Regions from separate parts of the Mus musculus genome. Here region 2 is linked to region 1. Evidence: chromatin contacts called from public Micro-C data. All regions are on one chromosome and are shown on one strand. Each heading gives the region's core, a stretch centred on a gene start, on an enhancer-like site or on the middle of the called end of the contact. The rest is flanking DNA. Distances are from core to core; before and after follow the strand shown. Region 1 has its middle 180 kb from the start of Gm41423. Region 2 holds the start of Efcab1 (EF-hand calcium binding domain 1).

Region 1 (6,814 bases), core at 2,085-4,584:
TGATCTAGCTATAAATAAAAATAAAAATTGATATAGTGACATGGAGATAGATAGACACACACACACACACACACGCACACACACACACCATAATGCTGAGCCCTAAAGGGGATATCTCTATCACAAGCTTTTCTCCCAAGACTCAGAGATCATTGGAGAAGAAGAAGCAGAAACAGTGTAGGAGTCAGAGGCACTGAAAGAGTACAGAGTGCAGTATTTCCTGAATAGGACAAGACAGACGCATATATGGATTCACAGCAGTTGAGACAGCATAACAAGAACTTCACCATCTCAAGCTAGACAAAAATCTCATCACAGAGAGAAAATAGGCAGGTTGGCTCAGACCTGCTCTGCCACTGCCAGCTAGCTCACTTAGGGTGGAGTCTTCCGACCTAGATAAGGTCTATTGTTCTGCCACATCTGCAGCTTGCCTCCAAGATGCCACTACCTGCTGAGAGGCTGAATCTGTTCTAACACTATCCTGACAAAACATTGATCCTCACAAAGCAATGAGATCCTGACATGGTGGGGGATGGCTTCCCCCTCTATAAGCTCAGACTCTTAAGTAAACATTGGCCTTGATCAGAAAACTTTGTCTTGGCTCATTATTTCTCTCGCAGCCTTTCCCATCCAAAACCCCATCTTTACTGTCAGGAACCCAGTAACCAGTGGCCGCAGGCAGCTACAGGGAAGAGCCATTTTCTTTACTGGTGTGCCTCTGGTGGATCCACCACACTTCAGTGGAAAGCCACACAGTTAAGAGTGTATAAGCAGTACAAACTGTACTTGATGGTTTTGTTTTATTATTTTTTTTCTAGAGGACACAAAGTTAGGTGTTCGAAGAAGCAGGAATGAATCTAGGAGGGGTGATGGTAGGATAAATATGATCAGAATATACTGTAGAAATTTTTTGAAGCACTAACTAAAAAAGGCTCCAATAAAAAGTTTAAAGATGCTGCTCTGTGAATGTCTAAGACAACAGACATAAACATTCCTGCTAGGCAATATGGCCACAAGTCAGAGGAAGGGACAGATGTGACTCAACATTTCATGTTTTTCAAAATGTTTAAATAGTGAAGTCAAGTTTGAAGAACTTATTTCAAGCCTCATGAGCTTTATCATACTGTAGCATAAGATTAATATTTGTGAAGTGGTATAACATGTGGGCACATATGTGTTTGTGTGTTCACATATGTATGTTCATATTGGCCAGCATTTACTTGTCTATAAGTGGTGATAAGTGGTGATAACAAGTCACTTTACCATTAATTGTCACCATTCATTTTTAAAATTTTGAATTTTGATTAACTTATTTTGTGTGTTTGTATAGTGTATATAGTTGTTGACATGAATGTGTGTCCCTGCACATGTGTGTACATACATATGGAGGCCAAAAGTCAATGCCTTTCCTCAATCACTATATACTCTTTTTTTTTTTTTTTTTTTTTTTTTTGAGACAGAGTCTCCTGATGATGTTGAAGTTGTGGATTTGGCTAGATCATCTGGCCAATAAGCATCAAGGATTTGCTTGTCTTGATTCCTTACACAGCATTGGTTGTAATCACATGCTTCAGTACCTCCACTCTGTTTTGTTTTGTTTTTTGTTGTTGTTTTTAACATGGGGTCTGGATATCCATATTCAGTTTCTTAAACAGACACTTTACTGATGGAGCCATCTCCTTTGTCTACCATTCTTAATCAACACAGAAAAATAAGTGGTGAGTTTCTAGTCAAGAATACTAGCAAAATGGAAATTTATTTAAAATAATCTTCGAAGACAAAATTTGCCAGAGCTCATGCTTGTAATTTCGTTGCTTGCCTAAACTCATTTTCAGGTTAGGATGAGACCAGTGAGAGAGACCTTCTCTCCTCTAACCTAAGACTTGTAGTCCAGGCCAGAGGTATGATCTCTGTAACCCAGAGATCATGCTGACAGATGTGGCCTTAGTTCTCACCCATTATCATTTATAAGTACAACATTGTGTGCATGTAGGACACTGCCCTGGAAGATGGTATCCTAGCAAGAATAGCTTTCCCAACAATTGGGAGCCAGTGAAGCTTTATACACAAAAAGAGAAGCAAAAAGTCCCTGGGTAGCAAGTAGAAAGATGAATTTCTCCTTCTTTTGACCCTTCTTTCCTCCTCAAAGGGTTAAGTATATGGAGGAAGGAACTGCTCCACTCTGCCTCTTTGCTTGGTGGGAACTATTAAATTACTGCTGGATGTTTCTGATTATAACACACAGCAGTGCCTGTGGGACCCTGGGGCCACATGTGCGCCATCAGCCTGCCTGGGCCTGTTAGATAGCCCACATTTGCTTGTGGGTGCCTCTGTGGCACCAAAACAGAGTGGGTTTTTTATTTCAAGCACAAAGATGAGAGCTAGTGCTGGCAAGAGGGCAGGAAACGGGCAATAAAACCAGAGCTGAACGGCTTAGTGGAGCCAGGACGCTGGGGTCTGCTTAATTGCTCTGAAATGAAAAAGTTTCGGGGGTTTTCATGAAATCCCATAGGCGCCCTTGCCAAGCCTCAAATATTAGATAGAATTACATAGCTTCTAATCCCTCCCTTCTCCCCAAGCCATGTGTCTTATTTTTTCTGGATGTTTGTACCCAGCTTCAGGCCTGGTAGGAGAAAGGTTAAGAGAATGAGGGCCAGGCACCCAGAGGGTGTATCCTGACTACTTTCCTGCCAAGAGTCTAGTAATATCCACAGTGTGGCGCTGTTACGAGACTCTCTACAATAATGATCAGTGATACTCACTGTGTCAGGAGCTCTGGAAACATTTACAAAGAAAGTGTTTAGCCAGAGATCTAGGGTAACTACACAGCTCAGCCATTGCTGCACTACTGGGTGGTTGCTCCATGTCTTTCATCAGAATCTCAAAGGACTCTAAATATAATAGGGGGGATGGGTGGAGAGATGGCCCAGGAGTTAAGAGTACTTAATGCTCTTGCAGCAGAGGACTCAGGTTCAGTTTCCAGCTTCCACACAGTACTAACAGCAACCTATGATTCTTGTTTCAGAGGATCCAATGCCATCAGTAGTCACCAAGCATAGCTGGTACACATGTATATTTGAAAGCAAAAACAATCATACATATAAAAAAATAAAGGAATGTATATCAAAAAATGTACATAACAAAAAAATGTTCAGAAGCAACGGCAGAAAAAGCAGGAGTGTAATGCAGCTAGAGGTTTTCTGTGGGAGAGGAGTACTTTAGGGAATGATGAAAGGGCTGCTGGGATTGCATACAGGATGGCTAAGTATGGGGAGCATTCCTTATCTGACCTCACTCAGTGGGGAGCAGCTGAGTAATTGAGAAAAGGAAACCTGGCTAAAATGCATAAAAAATTTAACCAAATGAGTCATGAGTCACAGAGGTCTGGTCTACAGGGCTGTTAGCAGACCAGTAGAGGAGACATGAGAAGGCAGGAGCAGTGCAGCAGCCACACTTGTTACACAATGTGATACTTTAGAGATCTCTGGTATTCTGATTATTCTGTATTACTGATCTCAGGTTTCTGGCAGGTAGAGTGAATCTGCTCACCTCCTGGTGAGCTGGCTTCCTCCTGTTGATTGGGCTCTGTTTGACTGTATTATGCAGCCAAAGTATTGAAACCTTAGAAGGCTTAACTGTGGAGGCCAGCCCAGAAAGTGCTTGCCTCTGAGTGATGGAGAGTCTTCCATTTTCCAAATTATTCTTAGAAGACAAGCTTTCAACTTACTCAGGCTCCAAATAATACAATCAGTACCCATGATAGGAAGATGGTGAGGACACAGATGGTACAGTGTGAAGAGAGCTGAGGAAACCATCAAGATGAGTATGGAAGCAAAGTCTATGTGCATGTAAGCTGTTCCACACTCATCACTAAGAACCAGAGGTCCTTGTCTTTCTAGTTTCCTGAGCCTCTGGCTTAATGACTACTTAATTTGGAGGCTCCCTTTACTCCCATGCATACATGAATACTGGCAATGGCTTCCAGGACAGAATATTTGCTACTGTTCTTAGAAAGAGACTCTGTGACATGGGTCTAGGATACTCTGATATCTCATGCCATGGCTCTGATGATGGTCATCTCATCCCCTACTTCTCTCTACTTCTCTGAACTCTCACTGCTCTGTCCTTTGCATATTTATAATTAAGTAGTATTGCTTTTTCTAGACTACTTTGTGGTCTCCTTATGGCTTGCTTGATGAAAGGTATCACTGTTGAGAGTGCATGTTATTGTAAGACACCAGGGAGCCTTAGCTTACCAGGGACCCCCTGAGTGAACCATGTGGAGCCAGGATTGATGCAAAAAGCAAGAGGAATGTATTGTTCCACTGTTCTGGGGTTGTCCCAGACCCGAAGGAGAGGTGGTGACCACCAGCACCAGTTTGGTGAGTTTTTATATGGTTTCCAGGGGCAGGACAGAGCATCAGCAACTAGGTACAATATGATTGGCATAACAGTGAACCCTTTAAACTGATTGGTCTTTAGGGAATGAGGTGAGAAGGACTTCCCTTGTCTAAAGGTGAGCAACACTCAACCAGTGAATGTGTCCCCACCCATAGGTAGTTTGAGAAATGCTAATTAGCCTCTCCCTTCCAGAGGGGCGAGTGTTTCACGACCTTCCCAAAGTTCCTGAGCTGACCTTTTCATTGTGAGAGAGAATGAATGGGCTTTGTGTCTAGAGGATGATAATAGTGCGCCCAATCCATAAGAAGTCCCTCTGTGAGGGATGTAAGAAAGGTGCAATCTTGTGGCATATCATCTTCATGGTTGCCTCTGGTGGTGGATCCTTGGATTTCCAGCATGATGCTTACAAATGAGAGTAGTAGTTAACTTCAAGGGCTAGGAGAAATGCACATAAGATGCCATGCACACAAAGAAGAAGGCAAAACACAGATAGGAAGTTGTATGTGTGTGTGTGTGGGGGTGGGGGGCAACTTTTCAGGTCCTGAGTGAGATGAGACATTCCTGACATCTTTAGAACCTGTTTTCTACTTTTCAAGCACTAAGACTGTCCTTGTGGCCACCCACACAACATTCCACATAGCTCATTACTGGAGCATCAATCAGAGAGCTAAAAGGAGCCACAGCTTTATGCACATCCATGTAGTAATTCAGAAGTCAACCTTCTTGCTCTATAGTTAGATGGTTACAAGGAGCAGATAAATACAGAGACAACATTCAGGGACACTGCAGGCCCTTCTACCATAGCTTGTCTATTTAAACCTCCCAGACATATTCCTAAATGCTACTGACTGTCAATTTTTTACATGTGGAAACTGCAACCTGACGACACAGTTAACACTGACTGATACAAGTTTCTAAGTAGATAAACATTTTAAAATGTCAAAGCTTATTTTTTATTTGTTTAAAATCCAAATAACCATTCATATATTTTCACCTGTCCAGGTGATGGTTCAGAGACATCATTCCTGAATCTGCTTCTACTTGTTTTGGGTTTTCCTGGAACTTGACTCCTAAGATAAGGTTCATTTAAAATTTATTATAAAATCATTTTAACTATAAAATGGACCATAGTAATAAATTGGCTATGTTTTCTATTTCAGTGACTAAGACTTAAGTCTTAGTCTCTGAAAAAAGAAATTGAAGAAGAAATCAGAAAATGGAACGATCTTCCATACTCATGGGACTACAGTAAAATTAATATAGTAAACATGACAATCTTATCGAAAAATACCTACAGATGCAATACAATTCCCATAAAAATTCCAACACAATTTTTTTTACAGATCTTGAAAGAACAATTTTCAACTTCATATGGGAAAAAAAACCCTTCAAGATAACTAAAACAGTCCTGTACCATATAAGAACTTCTGGAGGTATCAGCATCCTTGACTTCAAGCTGTACTACAGAGCAATGGTAATAAAAAGCATGGTATTGGGGTAGAACCAGACAGGTTTATCAATGGAATCAAATTAAAGATGTAGTATTAACCTAACACCTATAGATTCTTGATTTTTGACAAAGAGGCCAAAATCATACAATGGAAAAAGGAAAGCATCTTTAACAAATGATGCTGGTCTAACTACATGTCTTCATATAGAAGGATGCAAATAGATCAATATTTACCACCCTGCACAAAACTTAAGTCCAAGTAGATCAAAGACCTCAACATAAAACTAGATATACTAACTCTAATAGAACAGAAAGTATAGCCTTGAACTCAATGATACAGGAGACAACTTTCTGAACAGAACACCAATGGCTCGGGCTCTAAGATCAACAACTGATAAATGGGACTTCATGAAACTGCAAAGCTTCTGGAAGGCAAAGGACACTATCAATGGGACAAAGCAGAAACCTACAGATTGGGAAAAGATCTTTACCAACCCTACATCTGACACAGGGCTAATTTCAAAATTTATAACAAACTCAAGAAGTTTGACACCAACAACCCAAATAACCCAATTTAAAAATGGGGCCTAAACAGAATTCTCAGCAGAGGAATCTCAACTGGCTGGGAAGCACTTAAAGAACTATTCAAAGTTCTTAGTTTTCAGGGAAATGCAAATCAAACAACACTTAGATTTCATCTTACACTGGTCAGAATGGCTAAGACCAAAAACTCAAGGGCTACCACATGCTGTTGAGGCTATAGAGCAAGAGGAACATTCCTCCATTGCTGGTGGGAGTGCAAACCTGTACAACCACTTTGGAAATCAATTTGGTAGTTTCTCAGAAAATGGGGAATGGTTCTATCTCAAGACCCAGCTATACTACTTCTGAGCATATACCCAAAAGATGCTCTACCATCCCACAAAGACTTGCTCAACTATGTTCATAGCAGTTTTATTTGTA
Region 2 (6,814 bases), core at 1,438-3,937, 390 kb after region 1:
AGAATAGATAGAAAGCCCACAATACATGTGGAGGCTGAAAAACACTCTACTCAATGGTAACTCGGTCAAGGAAGAAATAAAGAAAGAAATTGAAGACTTTTTAGATTTTAATGAAAATGAAGCCACAACATACCCAAACATATGGGACACAATGAAAGCAGTGCTAAGAAGAAAACTCATAGCTCTGAGTGCCTCCAAAAAGAAACTGGAGAGAGCAAACACTAGCAGCTTGAAAGCACAAATGAAAGCTGTAGAACAAAAAAGAAGCAAATACACCCAGAGGAGTAGAAGGCAGTGAATAATCAAACTCAGGGCTGAAATCAACCAAGTAGAAATAAAAAGAACTATGCAAAGAATCAACAAAACTAGAAGCTGATTCTTTGAGAAAGTCAACAAGATAGATAAACCCTTAGCCAGACTAAGTAGAGGGCATTTTCCTGGTCATGTCTAGGAATGCTATCTAGTAGCATCCTGGTTTCCTGACTCTTAAAATCTTTCTTCTCCCTCTTCTTTGATTTTTTTCTGAGTCTTAGAAATAAGACTCAGAGATTGATAGATGTGTTGTACATCTATCAATTGGGCTTAGGTACCTCATGGTCCCTTATTCTTTGTATCATGACACATTGTAGATCTTTGAAATAGTCACTAACTGTTGAAAAAAGAGACTTACTTGATGCAGAGTGAGAACTACTTATTTGTGGCTACAAGAGTAATTATTTAGAATATAGTTAGAAATTATACTGGTTTAGGAAAATGGCAATTGTAGGTTCTAGTCTAAGGTTCATGATCCTTCCAGCCATGGTTAGTTGGCTAGGTTTATAGTACCAGACATGAGGCCTCTCCTACTATGTCCAATTAAACAGCTGGTGGTTACTTGAAAGATAAAAGTGCCACCACTGTGGATCGTGTGCCTGTCCAGTCATTTTCCTGGCTCATGGGCCTTTCTCTGGCTAGGTCCACTGATTGGTTGCTCCTCTCCCTTGGCCGCTTGCACAACACTTTAAGATATAAGAGCTAGGCCTCAGGGAGGTTTCCAGGCCAGCTCCAGCTCAATTTCTAGGAATTCTGTCTCTTGAGTGTATGACATCTTCAGCAATAGGATCTCACTTTCAAGCTCTGGAAGACAAAGGGAACAGCTGAGGCCCATATTGTCTTGGGAATCTCTTGTATTCCCCTAGTCAATAACTCAACTGGAGGTTTCTCAAGCCTGGCATTGAATTTTGTATTAGACGGTGTATGGCTCTTGGAAATAGGGAAAACACCCTTACTTCATTATTTTTGAGTTGTTGTCACTGTTAGTGAAGAATTGTGTACTTATGAAGCAGACTTAATCAAATAAACATTGTGTGTGCCAGTTATTAATGTTGTGAGTATTCATTGGAAATGTTTTTACTCATTTTCAAAATAGCATATATTCTCCCAGAAATGGAAGCATTTCAGGAAAACCACAAAAGAACACAATTTCTTATCAAATTTATAAACACCTTAAATGACTGCCATTTTCTGAGAATTTTAAGATGCTCACAGTATAATAGTATATCATAGTTTTCAGTTGGGGCACTACCCCCGTGACATCAATTCTCACACATTGTATCAGATACAAATGATATAAAGGTGCTAGGCCAGAAACCTCCAGAGCTACATTAGAAGTTCACATCCACACCTTCACACAATGGAGCTGGTTTGAAGATGTGACCTCTCCATTTTCATTGTGACCAGTATCTCTTCGACCATCACATAGCTTCTAAATTCACACATCAAACAATACTGCCCTCATCTCAATGATCCACACACTGCTTCTCAGCTCAAGAACAGCTGTTTTTCTGTCTGAGTACAATGCTCTCATGTGTGGTCACCTGCAAGATCTCCTTTACCTATGGACCTGATTGGGAATTGGAAATTGAGCATCTAAAACTGGGAACAGATTCTTTACCGTCTTAGATTTGCTGAGCAATATACTTTTCAATGAAATGCCTCTACGGAAGACAGTGTCTGTACCACCGCAAGTCTCTTTCTTAAAAGTGTTCAGGATGCATGCACGACTGTTTTCTTTATGGATCTCTTATCACACTTCCAGAGCTTAGACCTCAGAGCGTTTTGTTTTCTTTTGTTGTTTTTGTTTTTTCCTCTCTAGAAAGAGCCAGAAAGTAAGTAAAGGCTCTGCTGCTTTCTTGATTCTGGTGTTTTTCTGGGGCATCCTTTTCAACCTGTCTAAAGCTGAAGCCACATGCCTCCCAGATACACACCATATTGCTTCTCTAACTTAAAAGCAAATAAAGAGATCTTTGAATTTAGTGAATGTCTATGAGGGAGCTCGGGCAGCTTGGAACTTGTCCCAGTTATAAAAGGGTAGGATGGATGCCTCCCAAGGAGTTGGAACTCCACAAAGGGATTCTCTTTCCGATCCTCTTGAGGAGGAGCGTGGAGGGGCCATTACTGGTGGAAGCAGGAAGTAGAGACTGGGTAGAAAGAGATCTGGCCCAGAAGTCATAGGAACTCTTGCATTCAGTTCTTACTTACAGTGCTTGCAATTTTTAGTTAAGGTGTCCGTCAACTTCTGCAGCTTCTTTCTGTTCATGATGGGTGTTAATAATATTAGATCTTAGAGTGTCATCTGGAGCAGAGTGCCAGGACGCTCCGGCTCCGGAGCCCCAGGCTGAGGGAGCTTGGTGCAGCCAGCTTGGCTCTGCGCATTTGCGCATTTGCGCATTTGCGGCCCTAACAGACAGTGTGGCCATGGCAACGCCTCAGGTGAAAGCGGCCTCTGTACATAGAGCAGCCATGGCAACGGCTGGGTGGGACACTGATTGGCTCCTGTCAGGGGGCCTCTTGGTCAGCTCAGTAAAGCCTGCCAGTCCTGACTGCCCAGCACAGACACTGTGCCTGCATTTAGTCCCAGTTGCAGCGTTTCAGCCTGACACTTTGCAGACTGTATTGTTTGCCATGTTGGAAATTTCTATTTTCACTTGTCACACCATCATTTCTGTTCACAGCCCCTCAAGACTACATCATAATCAGAAGAGTAAGGTGTGCAAGCTGGATAGATGTTTTGTATGATGAGCACAAGAGCGATTCAGGTTTTCAAGATCTGTGGGGATGCTGGAGGGAAATAGGTGTGTAATTAAAGCAATTATCAGAAGGGAATCTGAACAATTACGGTTTGAACTGTGTTACTCAGAAAGTAGATCTCTCTGTGTCTCTGTCTCTCTCTGTCTCTCTCTCTGTCTCTCCCCCCTCCTTCTTTGGAGTGGGAGTTTTCAGTCAAATTTGCAAAAGGCCAATGTCATATTTTAAGTTCGTTAATTAAAGATACATACTCTTTTTGTTGTTTTGTATAAAATAGAGTTTATTTAGGGCATAAGGAGGGGAGTTGCGAGGGTTGTAGAGGCAGAGAAAGGCAGAGAGAGAGAGAGAGAGAGAGAGAGAGAGAGAGAGAGAGAGAGAGAAGAGAGGAAGGAGGAGGAGAAGGAAGAGGAGGAGGGGAGGAGGAGGAGGAGGAAGAGGAGAAAGAGAGGAGTAGAGATTGGCCATGAGCACATGGAGAGAGAGGGGGAAGGGAATGGGGAGAAAGAGGGTAAGGGACAAGAGGACAGAGCAGAAGCAAGAAGGCAAGAGAGAGAAAGGAGGGGGCAAGCAGCCCCTTTTATAGTGAGTCAGGCACACCTGGCTGTTGCCAGGTAACTATGGGGCGGAGCCTAGATAAAATGCTAACAGTAACAACTTTCCAAACTACATAGACTGACATAACAGCCCAGAAGTTGCCATGGAGACAAATTGGAGAATTTTTCCATGATGCGGAATCCTTCAAGTGGTCAGTTTGCAGCCACACCTAGTTCTTCTATTGAAAACCCTTCCCTAGTCTCTTGAAATCACTCAAATTTATAATTGTCTAATTTTATAATTTTGAAATGGTAATAAGACATCAGCCACACAGAATATAACCTACTGAGAGTCCTTTCCATCAGTATAATTTTCTGCAAATCCATCCAGGAAATTTTGCCTTTTTATTGCTGAATAGTATTCCATGATTTATATGTGCCATATTCTGTTTATACACCCATGCACTGAAGACCTTCAGCCTTCAGTTTTAAGCTCTTAACAGGGAAGATACTATAGACCATTTCTCATATGAATGAGAGTTAAGTTCTCTGGAATGAGCACCTAGGATTGCTAGTACATATGGCAGCTGTATGATTGCAATTTAGAAATTGTGAGATTGCTTTCCAGAGAGTCTGAACATTGTGAGGCCACAGCCTAGTGTCTCCTCATCGCTGTCTGTACTTGGTGCCCTCACTGTTTTTGTTTGTTCAGCTTTTAAAGCAAACACAACCATTCTAATGGGTATGTGTTGACATCATGAGTTTTAACTTGCATCCTTAGCTGATCAAGTAGGGCTGTCTTCACCGTTATGGCATCTTCCATGTATTCTGTCTGCTCAAATATTCACTCACATCTTGGGCAAGATTGGATTTTTTTTTAAATCTATATGGTTTTGCATTTTAAGTCCATAAATTAAATTCATGATGAATTTTGAGTTGGCTATTGCAGAGGTAGGAGATTTAAGTCAGGGATCATTTGTTGCCTGATTATATCCAGAACGTCCACAGCTGTTGCTGACAATTCCATTGAGCTTCTTCTGAATGGATTCCTTCCACTAATTGTTACATTTTAGTTACGGTGTTTGTCACCTCACAGTTATTCACTCAGTCCTTTCTATTTCTTTGGGGAAAGGGGAGGAAAGGGTACATTTGTAGTCTATCATTGAAGAAAGTCAGGACAGGAACTCAAGCAGGGCAGGAACCTGGAGGCAGGAGCTTGTGCAGAAGTCATGGATGGGTATTGCTTACTGGCTAATTCCTCATGGTTTGCTCAGACTGCATTCTTTCTTTTTCCTGTTTCTTTGTCGAGACTGTTCAGAGGGTTTCATCTGACATGGTGGAGCCCTTGTGGCTGATGCAGCAGTGGGAACTTTGGGTTGCTACTCTCCAGCCTTCAAAACAGTTGAGAACTGAGTGTTCAAATCACAAGCCAGAGGGGGCATTTCAGGTTCAAACCAGAACAGGTTTGGAAAAGGACATGTTTCTTTTGGGAGAACAGGGAGAGGTTTGAGTAGTCAAACATTCTGTTAGAAAGCAAGAGTACTACTAAACCTGGATGTCCTGAGTTCTTCTATCCAAAAAGTAGCAGGAATAGAATTCTGTAATTGATATTGAGATGACAGCTGCTCTCATTTGGGAAGGGGAAATGACACAGAAAATTGTGAGTGCTCTGTCAGTAGCGCCAAGTTCATGATTGGGTGAGAATCTCATTGTGTTGCTAGATTCATGACCACAGAGCAACCACAGCTCCGCTATGACTCCAGTTTCTCACTATGAACTGAAAGTGTGCACCAGCTCAACTGTGAATCCAGTTCTTCACTGTCATACTGTTTTTTTTTTATTCTTAAGTGTATGCTTTTAGTACAGAAGATGACACAATATGGCCAATGTTCTGTTTTGCTATGTAGAGAACATTATCTGTCCAACCCTGATAAATTCATAGAAGACGAAGGTGTGGCATGTTCACTGTGGTCTTGGCCTATGTTCATGAGTATGCAGCACGGGGATTACTGGCTCTTCTCTCTGAGAGACAGCATGGTCCCTACACTCTGGCCAAGCCTCTCATTCTATGCTGTCATCTCCTCAAAAGTTCTTCCATTGTGCATGGGGTCATGTGACTGTCGGTAGGGTTGATAGGTGTTGTCTGAAGGTGCTCAGGCATACTTCATGTTTGCACAGCCTGGTAAAACCCAAGCCAGATGTCCCCCTGTGGATGAAATTCCACCCTTCTCTGTGTTGCTCATGTGACAGCCAGAGATCCGAGTCCAGAGGGCACCTGTTGAGATTCCCAGATTCTTGTGCCCTGGAACAAGGAAGTGGCCCAGAGCACTTGTAGTGGTTGAAACAGAGTTCATTAATGAATAGGAAGGCTCTCCTTGAAATAATGCAGTATTAAAATCCTGAGCAGACTGTGACTGAGACCACAGTACCTACAGAGGTCTTCACCTCTTCACCTCTTCACCTCTTCACCTACAGAGGTCTTCACCTCATACTGACACGTTCTGACTGAGATATGGCCCCTGAGTCTCTAACAGACATGAATTTCCAGGGCCTCGAACCTGGGGAAGTGGGTTTATATCATTGGGTGGCATTGCTGGCTCCATGCCTTGCTCCCCACCCCTTTCCTGTCTTCTGCCTGGGAATCAGAGATCCTGATTACTGGCTCCTGCTGTGAAGCCCCTCCTCTCCTCAGAAAGCTATAAGAACCCCCTGTTCTTCTGTGTGTGTCCTGCTTCCTAGGTGTCTGTCATGGTGTTTTCTGTTTGTCTATCCAGGACATTAAAAACACTTCTAATAAACTCCATACCCACAACAGTCCATCCAAGTGTCCCATGCAAGACCCTAATCTGAGACTGTTTGGGAACAGCAAGTTCTACAAATCACTGAGCCCTCTCTCCATTCCCAGTGGAGCCTCTTCTACCCACTTGAGCTGCTGCCCTGAAGTCAGCCTTGGCAGGGGAGGTAGAGGAAGCTGGCAACAGTGTCTTCACACCACCGGTTTCTAGATAGGAGACAATTGAGGCAAGTTGGAAAGCTGGAACTCAGTTTCCGAGATCTTTGCCCCTCGTGGGATGTTTTCAATACTCTGAACAGCCATCCCTCTCTCTACTGTTTCTGAAGGATCCCAATTGCCCTTGGTGAGATAGCTTCACACACAGTGCAGGCTGCCTTTAATTATAACTCAGTTGTGACCGATGGAATGTAAACTGAGGCCA

Evidence for each region. Hi-C and Micro-C count contacts between places; a contact is called where the count stands out from the background.
Region 2: a contact with region 1 is called in a Micro-C map of granulosa cells, with 5 times the contacts expected there. The contact joins the promoter of Efcab1 here to the enhancer-like site in region 1. A contact is called at or near these places in 5 of 39 promoter capture datasets (the 3T3-L1 cell line, cranial neural crest, frontonasal cranial neural crest and 2 more), 2 of 484 Hi-C or Micro-C datasets (granulosa cells and uterus), 1 of 115 datasets of contacts at active chromatin or transcription factors (embryonic stem cells) and 1 of 9 other capture datasets (embryonic stem cells).

What each region holds. Positions count from the first base shown.
Region 1 is chr16:15,291,006-15,297,819 of GRCm38.p6, reverse strand. No RefSeq gene overlaps it. Among named protein-coding and RNA genes, the nearest start is that of Gm41423, 180 kb to the right of the region's middle. RefSeq lists an enhancer at 1,774-3,350. Within about 2 kb of position 3,334, at least 84 of the 459 cell types and tissues checked have an H3K27ac peak or open chromatin away from gene starts, as enhancers often do. A contact at or near this core is called in granulosa cells, where this site is marked.
Region 2 is chr16:14,902,519-14,909,332 of GRCm38.p6, reverse strand. Efcab1 (EF-hand calcium binding domain 1) reads right to left here and starts at 2,687. Exons shown (of 6, transcript NM_025769.3): 1 at 2,521-2,687. The coding sequence starts at 2,578. All of the region lies in intron 2 of Gm33696 (a long non-coding RNA gene), which reads left to right.